3 separate regions of the Sus scrofa genome follow, and regions 1 and 2 are each linked to region 3. Evidence: chromatin contacts called from public Hi-C and HiChIP or PLAC-seq data. All regions are on one chromosome and are shown on one strand. Each heading gives the region's core, a stretch centred on a gene start, on an enhancer-like site or on the middle of the called end of the contact. The rest is flanking DNA. Distances are from core to core; before and after follow the strand shown. Region 1 holds the start of GK5 (putative glycerol kinase 5). Region 2 holds the start of C13H3orf58 (deleted in autism protein 1). Region 3 holds the start of U2SURP (U2 snRNP-associated SURP motif-containing protein).

Region 1 (3,451 bases), core at 346-2,845, 670 kb after region 3:
GTGAACAGTCCTGGGGCCAAATGGGACAAATGGACAGAGACAGAGTGCAAAGCTCAAAACCCAAACCAAACAACCCTCCACTCCCACCCCATACTCTTTCAGGTACTTGCTCCAAGCTTCAAGTAACATAACAAAAGAACCCAATTTGGTCAAATTCGCTGAAAGGGAGTTGGTTAACAGACAGTTTTGTCAAAAGAACAATTTGGTTCAAAAGGAATATCCTTTACTTATTAATCAGTATACCACTATTTATTTTATTTTATTATTTTATTTCATTTATTTTTAGGGCTGCATATGGAGGTTCCCAGGCTAGGGGTTGAATCGGAGCTACAATTGCTGGCCTTCACCACAGCCACAGCAAGTCAGGATCCTAGCCGTGACTGTGGCCTATACCACAGCTCACGGCAAATGCTGGATCCTTAACCCACTGAGCCAAGGCAGGGATCCAACCCCAAACCTCATGGTTACTAGTCGGATTCATTTCGCCTACGCTACAACAGGAACTCCAGTATACCACTCTTCACTGTTGAACTTTTTCACAAAAAACGCATATCCATATTACTTTCATAATTTTACAAAAAGGTAATGAATATTTTCAGGTACTGGGTTTTTGGGGGGCTGGAGGTGGAGTGGTGGCTGGAACAGGTCTTGACACCTCCCCACTCCCCACAGATAAGGACTTGGAGCTGGACCACCCCTCAAAAATCCCCTTGGATTCAAAGCTGGTGATCAAAACGGAAGGAAACTCAAAATTACCACATGCGTCCTTCCTGCCCTCTGAGGGGAAGATCTCATGCTTTTGAGGCAGGAAAGGTAAAGGGGCTTTCAGATTCTTGAAAAAGCAATCGTTGGGGTGGAGTTTGACGGTAAAAACAGATGCCTTGCGCTGTGCTCCTTCCTCCGACCAGAGGGCTGCGAAAGGTCTCACTGGTTGAGTGTTATTTCATTTAGCAAGTATTTATTGAGAAGTATTGTGTGTATCTGACCAGGTTTTCTGGGGAGAAGTCTTGGGAAACTCACAGTTTATTAATAAATACCTTTGGCCCAATTTTGTATTTCCTTTTAAGAGTTAAAAGAATAGCAGGCGAAGTTCCCCTAGCGGCTCAGTGGTTAACCAATCTGACTAGCATCCATGAGGACAGAGGTTCAATCCCTGGCCTGACTCAGTGGGTTAAGGATCCGGACTTGCGGTGAGCTGTGATGTAGGTCGCAGGCGCGGCTCCGATCCTGCCGGAGCCTGCGTTGCTGTGGCCTGGGCGGGCAGCTACAGCTACCATTTGACCTACAGCCTGGGAACCTCCATATGCCCGCAGTAGTGGCCATAAAAAGCAAAAACAAACAAAAGAAACGCAGGCACTTCCTGCATGATGCTCGGCATGAGGAGGGAAATCATGAAAATTACCGGCCGGGAAACGCCGAGAGCGGCGGGTGTTTGGAGAACTGGGCCACGTGCGTGAGCTGGGGCTCCAAAGTCCCACCGAAAACACACTCGCCTCTACGCCCCCAGGCGGCCACTCGGCCCGCGCGCGCTCCAGCGAAGGGGCCCTGCGCAGCCGTGACGTCACGGCGTCGGGGCGGGGCCCTCGGCAGGGGCGGGGCCGCTCCCGGAGCTCGCGGAGGGGGCGGGGCGGGCCGGGGGCGGTGGCCCGGTTGGGCGCGCTCCGCTCCTGCGGTGCGAGTGTTTGGAACTAGCCTGCTCGGCTGGCGGCTGCGGTAGAGAGGCGTTCGGGTCGGGATGTCCGAGCTGTCCACCGTTGCAGAGCAGGAACGCCAGGAGCAGAGCGCGCCGGACGGGCGGCGCGCAGGCTTCGTACTGGGGCTGGACGTGGGCAGCTCGGTGATTCGCTGCCACGTCTATGACCGCGCGGCGCGGATCTGCGGTTCCAGCGCGCAGAAGGTGACTGGGGAGCGGGCGTCGGGGCTGCGGGTCAGCGTCGCGCAAGACGCCCGGGATCCGATCGTGGGCGCAGAGAGGGCGGGACCGCCTCATCCGGCCTGGAGGCCGCCACCTGCAGCACCGCCGGCCCTTGGTCTTGATCGGGGCGCCGGGATCGGCCAGGTCACCGCATTCCCTCCTGGGTCAGACTGAAACCCGTGCGCCTTTCCTGTCCCGGCTGAGGACCCTAGGGGCCCGCTTTGTCACCCGGGGCCGCTCACTAGCTTCCTCTCACCTGGGGATTCGCCCCTCTGGCCTTACCTGGGTGAGAATGCGGTGACTCCCGGGGCTGGGCAGGGTAGGGCGGACTGCGCATATCTAGCCAGAGGGTACTTTGTGATTTGCTTGGTTTTTCCTGCACTTCCTTGGTAGACCTCCAACACTGTCTTTATTTACATTTAAAATTTTCAGATCTTGATGGGATTTGACTTTATGTCCGTTCTTCATTTGCCATTATTAACTGTTTCCCAAAGTGCTGAGCAGCTCATTTCCATGGATACGGGAAGTTATTTACTCTTCTGTCCAATACCAACTTCTTTTTATATTAGCAGTGTTAGGGCGAGCAGGAGCTATTACCTAACCCATTCCCAGCAGCACAGAGCTCCCCTTTTGCTGGATTCCCACCCTTCTTCCCACCCCCTTTAGAAGCGGTTTTCTGCCTTAGCAGTTGCCCAGGAGCAGGTCCAGTCAAAACAGTTCTTTGAGCGCTCGTGTTGAGGACTTCCTCATGCTGGTGTCAGAACCGGGACAGGGAGCTGGGACTAGAGCAGCTCCCTGGTCCTTTCTGCGTCCACCTGTGCAGGAAAGGGTGAGTACTGCCCACTCACCCCTACCCCCACCTGAAAGGAGAGACAAAAGGCAGACTCTGTCCTTAGAAACTATGTGCTCCTTATCTTTTTGAGTCTTTATCAGAACACGGTGATACTTTTCACAAGTCTCCCTTATAATTCTGGACACAAAGTACTTTTGTGTTTAGGCAGAGTTTTTTTGTTTGTTTGTTTGTTTGTTTTTTGCTTTTTTAAGGAGTTGGAGTATTTGGAATCAGTATTTGGATACAGAATTTCTGTTAGAAGAAATTTGTTAGAAGAAAACAAAGTTTCATAGTTGCTGTATAGTTTGGGGGAATCATTCTATTTTTTTCTTCTTTCTTTCAAGAAATTAGGTAAGGATTTCAAAGGTAAATCAAGATTGCTGTGAGTAGCAGGAGACTAGAGTGGTTTGCTCAGGCTGAACTGTGGAGGTGTCTGGAAGGATATGTGAGTAAATGAAAATACAGAAAATCCCTGCCCTTGAGGGCTGAAGCTCTGTATCTTAAGTAGTTGACAGCAGTGCCTCTCAAACTGTGATAGGAATTGACAAGCAGTGCTTCTTAAAGTGTGGTTCCTAGGGTGCTGGGGTTGAGATAGAGAAACTAAAATTTAGAAACTCGTGTAGCAGCTTGGCAGTATAATTTTATGTCTGTTGACCTTAATAATAAAATATTTGGGATTTTATTTTGTCATTTTTTTTCCCTAG
Region 2 (3,536 bases), core at 1,010-3,509, 930 kb before region 3:
CAGTTTTCTTCAAAGCAAAATATTTGCGTTAAAATTATGTGACTGAACTAATCACACTATGCTCATTTCTCTTAGCTAAGTTGGGCAGCAGAGAACTTGAGAAAAGCAAACAGTATCATTGAATTCTGCACATTCCTATTCACACACTTCAGATTTTAAAAAATACAAATCTCCCAGTGACATTCTTAGCAGCGCAAAGAGGCTGTGAAGTACACCAAATTACTTGTGATTAATTTTAAGTCATTCTTTCCCCTTTGTATTGGCAATACAGCACAACTGGTATGGAAAAGAAGGAAGGTTATTTTCCCTGGGAATATCATAAGAGATCACAGCACCAAAGTTGCAACCACTATCCAAGGACACTGCATTAAAGACGAGTGGGAATGTGTATAAACTCCGTAACTTTTCCCAAGGTAAGCAGGGTTTTTTTGGGGGGCGGGGTGTTTTCCTCTTAGCTGTCACCACCAGTAAAAAGATTCCAACCTACTCCCCGAAAAAGCTCCTTTGTCTTCAAAATAAAGTCACGAGAGAGCCACTAAGTCAAACAGGAGAAAGGTGACTCTAGTCTCTCCATTTCCAGCCCTGGCCTAACATTTCGTCTCCTCCTGCAGTCAAATTACCAGATGAACAGAGCAGGTCACAGGATCAGGATGAAAATGCCCGATTTGGCCTTAAACCCTCGCAGCCCCAAGTCCAACGACGCCTTACTTTTTTTTCTCTTTCTAATCTAACACCTAAAGCAGGCCTCAGGGATTAGCCCCATCCGGACCACAGTTTCCATACTCTAACCTCATCCTCCCGAGTTTGTCCCCAAATCTGCCACCCCAAATGATTCGCCAGGTGAATGAGCTAAGGGATAAAACAAAGAGACTTTGGGGCCGAAGTTAAGCCAGTCACGAGGGGTACTAAAGGGGAAAGCAAAGCGGTATAGAAACACTTAAGAACTAAGGTCTTCCTAAACAGACTGCGCCGAGGAAGTGCAAGCCCGGCGAGCAAAGCAGAAAGGCAAGGAGGAGAGCCGAAGGAAACTCGCCGGAGAGACATTTTGGGAGCGTACCAGACCAAACGCGCTCCCTCTGGCGTTGAAAGATCCGCAATCAGAACCGAGATGCGCCCGCGTCTAGGTGACAAGAGCAAGCCTCGCCACCAGCTGGGTCGCCCTCCACGATCCCGCACCGCGCCCGGGGGTCCCCAGCGCCGTTCCTTTCCCAAGCCCGCCGCCTGGCCCCCCGGGGGCCAGGTCCTGACAGGAGGACCGGTGCGGGCGGGGCCGCTGCTCCCGACTCCCGTAACCTGGGTGGCCCTCCGGGCAGGATGCCCCCCTCCGGGGTTTCGTGCCTACCTGTAGCACCAGCGGCTCGGGGTTGAAGGCCAGGGTCAACAGCAGCTGCATACGCTCCGAGTCCTTGAGGTTGCGAAGCAGGAAACTGCCCGAGTCCTTGGTCTCGGCGTATCGGCGCACCAGGCGGTCGAGCAGACGCTGCGAGGGGCAGTGCACCAGGTCGGACCAGCCCTCCACCGCCTCGGGCGTGAGCAGCCGCACGTCGCCGTTGAGGCGCGCGAACTCGGTGCGGGGCATGGCCTGGAGCAGGTCGCAGCGGGGCCGGCCGGTGGCCCGCTTGCAGATGCTCTGGTCGAGCTGCGCCAGCTCGCGCTGCGAGCCAAGGCGCTTGAGCACCACTCGGCGGCGGCCGCCCTCGCGGGGCTCGCCGTACTGCGCGAAGTAGACGTTCTTCACGTTAAGGAAGTCCAGCAGGCGCAGGCGGCCCCACGCCTCGAACACCACCTGCCCGTTGAGGAAGCGGCGGCACCAGCTCGTACCGAAGCACGCCGGGCACTTATTGAGCTGGAGGAAGCGCCGGTCGGCCAGTTCGTTCCGCTGCCAGGAGGCGAGCAGCGACGGCGAGTGCAGCACCATCAGCACCAACAGGCTGCCCAGCGCCGCCAGCTTCAGCGAGCGGGACAGGCGGCCCAGCTTCGGGGGCACCAGGCGCCACATCCCGCCCGCCGCCCGTCCCCCGCACCCGGAGGGCGAGGGCACCCCCGGGGCGCCCCCGCCGCGCCGAAACCCGGGGAGCGACCGGCAGGGGGCCCCCGGGCGAGTGAAGGAGCGAGGGCGCGGGCTGGGGCGGGAAGCGGAGTAGGTGTGTAAGAGAGACGGGGAGCTGGAAGGAACCGACCGGAGCAGGCTGCGACTTCTCCCAGTCACTAGTCTCCACAACTCTCGAGCTCCCTCCTCCGAGCTCCCCGCCCTCCGACTCCGGCAGCGCCTCCTCCTAGCCAGTCAAGTTATACAGCAGCGGGAGGCGGAGGGAGCGCGGGGACCCAACGCCCGCGCGCCCGCGTCCGCCCGTGTGCGCGCACGCGTATAGCTAGCTTGGGGCGCGAGAGCTGCGGCGGCGGCGTCCGCCTCCTGAGCGAGCGGGGTGTCTGAGAAGAGGGAAGCAGGGACTCACGGAAGGGGAAGAGAAGCTGGAATGTCAAACATCGAAAAGTAGCAACTGTGTAGGAAGGTGGGAAGGATGAGGTGCTCGCGCGTCCCTGACGCCACACGCCCCAGTTCTTGCGCGCCGACTCCCCGGAGGGAGGGCGAGGGGGCTGGGGGCGGGGCTGGAGGGGCGGAGCGAGCGTGTGGCGTACCGCCCGGAAAGCGTAATCGCGGGCTCTTGGGGGTGGCTTTGGGGGCCCACTCCGAGGGGCGGGGCTCGAGCTTCTAGAGGCAGGGTAAACTCGCGAGCTCCTGTGGAGAAATGACTTTTAGTAATAGTTGCTTTTTTATGATCGTTGACTTTGTTGGGGGCTGTCTTTTGTCATTGTGGAAAGCGTCTTCTAAGTCGGAAAAAAAAAAACTGCGGAACCCTAGTGCAATCCTTCGCCTCCGCAGGGCACCCGCAAGGCGCCCGCAGGGTGTAGGCGGAGTGGGCGGGGCGTCGTGTTCACTGCGCCTTATAGGGGTGGGGCGCGCGCCTGGGGGCGGGATGAGGCGAGGCCAGGGAGGGATTTCTTGTCTTTGGGCCCGCGCGCCTCCGCTTGGGGGCGGGCCTGCAGAGAGGAGGTGGAAGGGCGCGAGGTGTGGCTGGATTGTTTGAGGGGAGATGCTTCACCTTTGGCGTCAGCTACTTCTGTGGAGGCATTTTAAAGTATCCTGAGTGGGCACGGAGAAAACGAAGTCCGCCACACACCATGATAAAAAGGGGAAAGTAGGCTGAAGAGGGAACTGACGCGGCCTGGTGTCACTTTGAGTTGTGCCAAACACTGCCTAGATGAGGAAACGAGCGGTTGGCTAGTCTTTCCCAGCCCGGCGCCGAAGCCTTTTTTTTTTTTTTTCTTCTTCCCCAAGGATGTTGGCGTCCTCGCGCCTGCCTACCGTGAGGGTCTCCGGCGTGCGGCTATGCGCCCCGCCCTTCCCCCCACGCTCGGGCCTGCCCCGCGGGCCACGCCGCGTCGCTGTGGCGGTACCCTTGGGGACCCGGGGCAGCCTGTGCTCCACACCGGCACCTTGGCTCAAGTTCGCGCCACGACTACAAAAATAGCTC
Region 3 (3,501 bases), core at 547-3,046:
CCATATCATTTGAGCCCTACTATATTTTACAGACATCGTAGGAAACCTCTTAATCACATCAATTGACGATAATCTAAAGCAATACAAACTGAAAAGATTCCTGGCAGATTCAACAATTTACACTTACCAAAAAAAAAAAAAAAAAAGCCATATACAACCCTGACAAATACTCTTAGAGAAGGCTGAACATATGCTTTAAAATGTTTTCAATGTATCCAAGGCCTCAAATAGGAGATACTAAAGTATTATTTTGAGAAGAAACAAAAATAGTGACGCTTACCGGTGAATTTTATGGATGTGGCTAACTTTGGTAATCGTTCCCTAACAGTAAACAGGGCTGTTTTTCTGATGAGTCTGCTGAGGAAGTGGGCAGAGTGATGTACCCAACTACTCCCCTCCTCATCAAGGGGAAATTAAGTGGGGAGAGGAGAAACAAGGAGTAAACGCAGAACGTAAAGCAGCCAATACTGGCCTTCTATCATAGCCTCCACACAACTAAAGGATTTCTGGTAAATCCATTACTAATTACGAACTAATTATAGACGTCATGCACCAAATGGCATAAAGATTATGATTAGAAACTGAGAAAGCAAGTATATAATAGGTTATATTTCCCAAAACAAACTGCACACACAGAACTAGCCCCGTCTACAGTAAACTTAACTTCCTAGTAACCGACTTGCAATTCATACACACTCTTTAAGATGTGTATTACACAATTTCTTACATCAGCATAGAAAAGCTTAACAACTACTTTGGGCACTATCTACTACTTTTAATATCGTTTTGAAAAAGAAACTCAAAGCAAAAACGATTAAATGACCCGTCCAAGATGGCAACTGGTGCCAGATGCTAATCACAACCTAAAGCTAAACTACTCCCACAGCTCAGTGGTTTCACAATACTTGCACACGATTCCCTGTACACTCAAAAGCAACTTATGAAAGTTCTCCTTTCGGGAGGTGATGAGGACCCCGAGTCCTCGAAAATGAGCCCTCCAAAGAAGCGTTCATTTCATACTTCCCCTTAAGGGAGGTAAGACCACGTGTAGAGCGTAGCATTAACCTTGGTGATGCAGCACCGCAAAGGAGAACTGCTCCCGCCTCTGCATTTCCCACCCCGCGTCCCTCCACTATAGGGCCTCCCCTCACAATCTGCAGCCCTAGAGATTATTTATTCCCTGCAGGACGTGAGGGAAATTGAAGGAGGCCAGAAGCGTACGAGATCCAAACCCCAAAGAACCGAGGAAAGAGAAGTAGACCTTAAGTACCGGGAAGTGATTCCCGCCTCTCCTAGACTCTGTCCCGGAGCTTCAGAGCGCAACAAGCTGAAATACAGAGGCGCGTTTTCCTGGCGTCAGACCTCAGTGTAAATCCCTGACTTCACCCCAGTGGTAAGCGCGGGGCGAACTACTCATGCCACCTGCCCCGGGCCCGCCAGCCTCGAGCCGAATCCAGGCTGGGACCGAGGGGAGATACCAGGCCTCTCAACCTGCGCACCACGGTGCGTCTGCGCCCCGGCCTACCGTCGCGACCGGAACGCGGACTTCCACCCCAATCTCCTCCCGCTGGCCAGAAGTGTCTGTAGTCTCCAGACGACAGTGATAGACTCAATGACTCACGAAGTCCTTTAAGAAATTACCTTTGAACTGGCCTTCTGAGAGCCGCCTGGCGTTTTGTCCGCCATCTTGAGCTTTGCCCCTCCTTCGGCGGCGGCAGCAGCAGCACGGGCGAGTCGAACGCCGAAAGACTGGATCTCAACACAGCCCGCCAGAGGCGCCTGCAAGGCTGAATAGTCGATTGCCGACTATTCAAGGGGAAGTGGCCACGTGACTTCCGGTGTCGGTCTTCTTTTTTTTTTTTTTTTTCCAGCCCTGCCCACTCTGCTGAATATCTGTGGGCGTCTCCCTGGCGGGTTGCTTTCTCCGCCGGAGAATTTAGGGAATCTTGTCCAGGCTTTCAGGGCTGGTTGGAATGCACCCTTTTCTCAGTGCCAGCCCTTGATAGGCGCGAACTAGTTGCACTTGCTGGATGAGTTAGGGAAAGCCTTCTTAAAGAAGAAATGCATGGGTCAGCCGGGAGGAGTTTTTACTTCGACTCAAGTAAACCTGGAGCCAACAGGAGAGTGGGCTGAGGTATGGTGCTCCATGGACAAAGATGGTGTTCCCGCCACCTCTGGCTCTCATCCCCTAGGGGGAAAGGCAAACTTGCGGTCTGTTCAAGTTACTTTAAAATGCAGTGGTGCCGAGAAGCAGAGCAGGGCAGCTTTTGACCCAAGCTGAGATTCCAGCAGTGGGGTTGTTGGATAGTCTGTTTAAGGCGTCTGCAAAATGGGTGCGTGGAGAGAAAGGATGCATGAGAGAAAAATCATAAGCAGACGATAGTCTAAATCTAGCATTCATATAAGTTATTATTTAAAATTTTTTTTATTTCGGAGTAGATTTACAATGTTGTGTTTTGGGTGTACAGCAAAGTGGATTCAGTTACATATATACAGTTGTGTGTCATTTAAGAGACTTATAGGAGTTCCCATCGTGGCTCAGGGGTAACTAACCTGGCTGGGATCCATGAGGAAGCAGGTTTCATCCCTGGCCTCACTCAGTGGGTTAAGGATCCATCCTTGTGGTGAGCTGTGGTGTAGATTGCAGATGCAGCTCAGATCTTGCATTGCTGTGACTGTGGCTTAGACCAGCAGCTGTAGCTCAGATTCTGCCTCTAGCCTGGGAATGTCCATATGCCACACCTGTGGCCCTAAAACAAAAAAAAAAAAAAACAAGATAAAAGAGTTACATTTTACAGTTTGGTATTGCTTTCATTTTTAATCACAAATAGAGGAGAGTAACCATACTTCAGTGCTCTTTTCTTTCTTTTTTCTTTCTTTCTTTCCTTCTTTAATAGGATCTGTATTCAAAGAAGGAAAGCTTGCTTGAGGAGGTCATTCCTGAGCCAAACCAGGCAAAGAAAATGGAAAGAGCTTTCCAGGCAAAGGAAGTACTTGAAACAAAATCCGATGGCATGAATCAATATAGCCCAACTGTGCAGTCACAGTAAGCAGTCACGTTGTATTAGACCAGGTGTAGGGCTGGAGAGGTGGATGGAAGCAAGCTCACACAGGGCCCTGAGGTAACCACTGTGCTTGGGGAGTTAGAATTCTATTCTGAGGGCAAAGAGTAGCCTTCAACAGAATTAAGTAGGGCTGTGATGTCCAATTTTAAGCTTTAAAAGATTGAGCACTAGAGGAAGAAGAAGGGTTCATGACCAACTCCTGAAGTCATTTATTCAAAGTATTTTTGAGTCCCGCTTGGTATATAAAAGCCTACATGGAGTATTGAAAGGCTTACAGAGGCAAAAACACGGTGTCTTCATATGATTTAAGACTAACAGGAATGGGGGAAAGAAATGAGGAAAAGCAAACTAACACTGGAGAATTCAACTGATGCTTCAAGGAAGGATCACCAGCTGTGGGAACTTTTCAAGAAGTAATTAATTCTGGAGGTAGGGA

What was found. A called contact is a pair of places that touch in the nucleus more often than the background predicts. HiChIP or PLAC-seq counts read pairs in DNA pulled down with a chosen protein or histone mark.
Region 1: a contact with region 3 is called in an H3K27ac HiChIP or PLAC-seq map of alveolar macrophages. The contact joins the promoter of GK5 here to the promoter of U2SURP in region 3. A contact is called at or near these places in 1 of 5 promoter capture datasets (liver) and 1 of 2 datasets of contacts at active chromatin or transcription factors (alveolar macrophages).
Region 2: a contact with region 3 is called in a Hi-C map of heart right ventricle, with 4 times the contacts expected there. The contact joins the promoter of C13H3orf58 here to the promoter of U2SURP in region 3. A contact is called at or near these places in 1 of 47 Hi-C or Micro-C datasets (heart right ventricle) and 1 of 2 datasets of contacts at active chromatin or transcription factors (alveolar macrophages).

The regions. Positions count from the first base shown.
Region 1 is chr13:83,033,733-83,037,183 of Sscrofa11.1, reverse strand. GK5 (putative glycerol kinase 5) reads left to right here and starts at 1,595. Exons shown (of 16, transcript XM_003483257.4): 1 at 1,595-1,897. The coding sequence starts at 1,736.
Region 2 is chr13:84,633,439-84,636,974 of Sscrofa11.1, reverse strand. It overlaps C13H3orf58 (deleted in autism protein 1), which reads right to left and starts at 2,259. Exons shown (of 3, transcript XM_013982111.2): 1 at 1,343-2,259. The coding sequence starts at 1,999. It overlaps SLC9A9 (sodium/hydrogen exchanger 9), which reads left to right and starts at 97. Exons shown (of 19, transcript XM_021071131.1): 1 at 97-413.
Region 3 is chr13:83,702,796-83,706,296 of Sscrofa11.1, reverse strand. U2SURP (U2 snRNP-associated SURP motif-containing protein) reads right to left here and starts at 1,796. Exons shown (of 28, transcript XM_013982108.2): 1 at 1,642-1,796. The coding sequence starts at 1,686.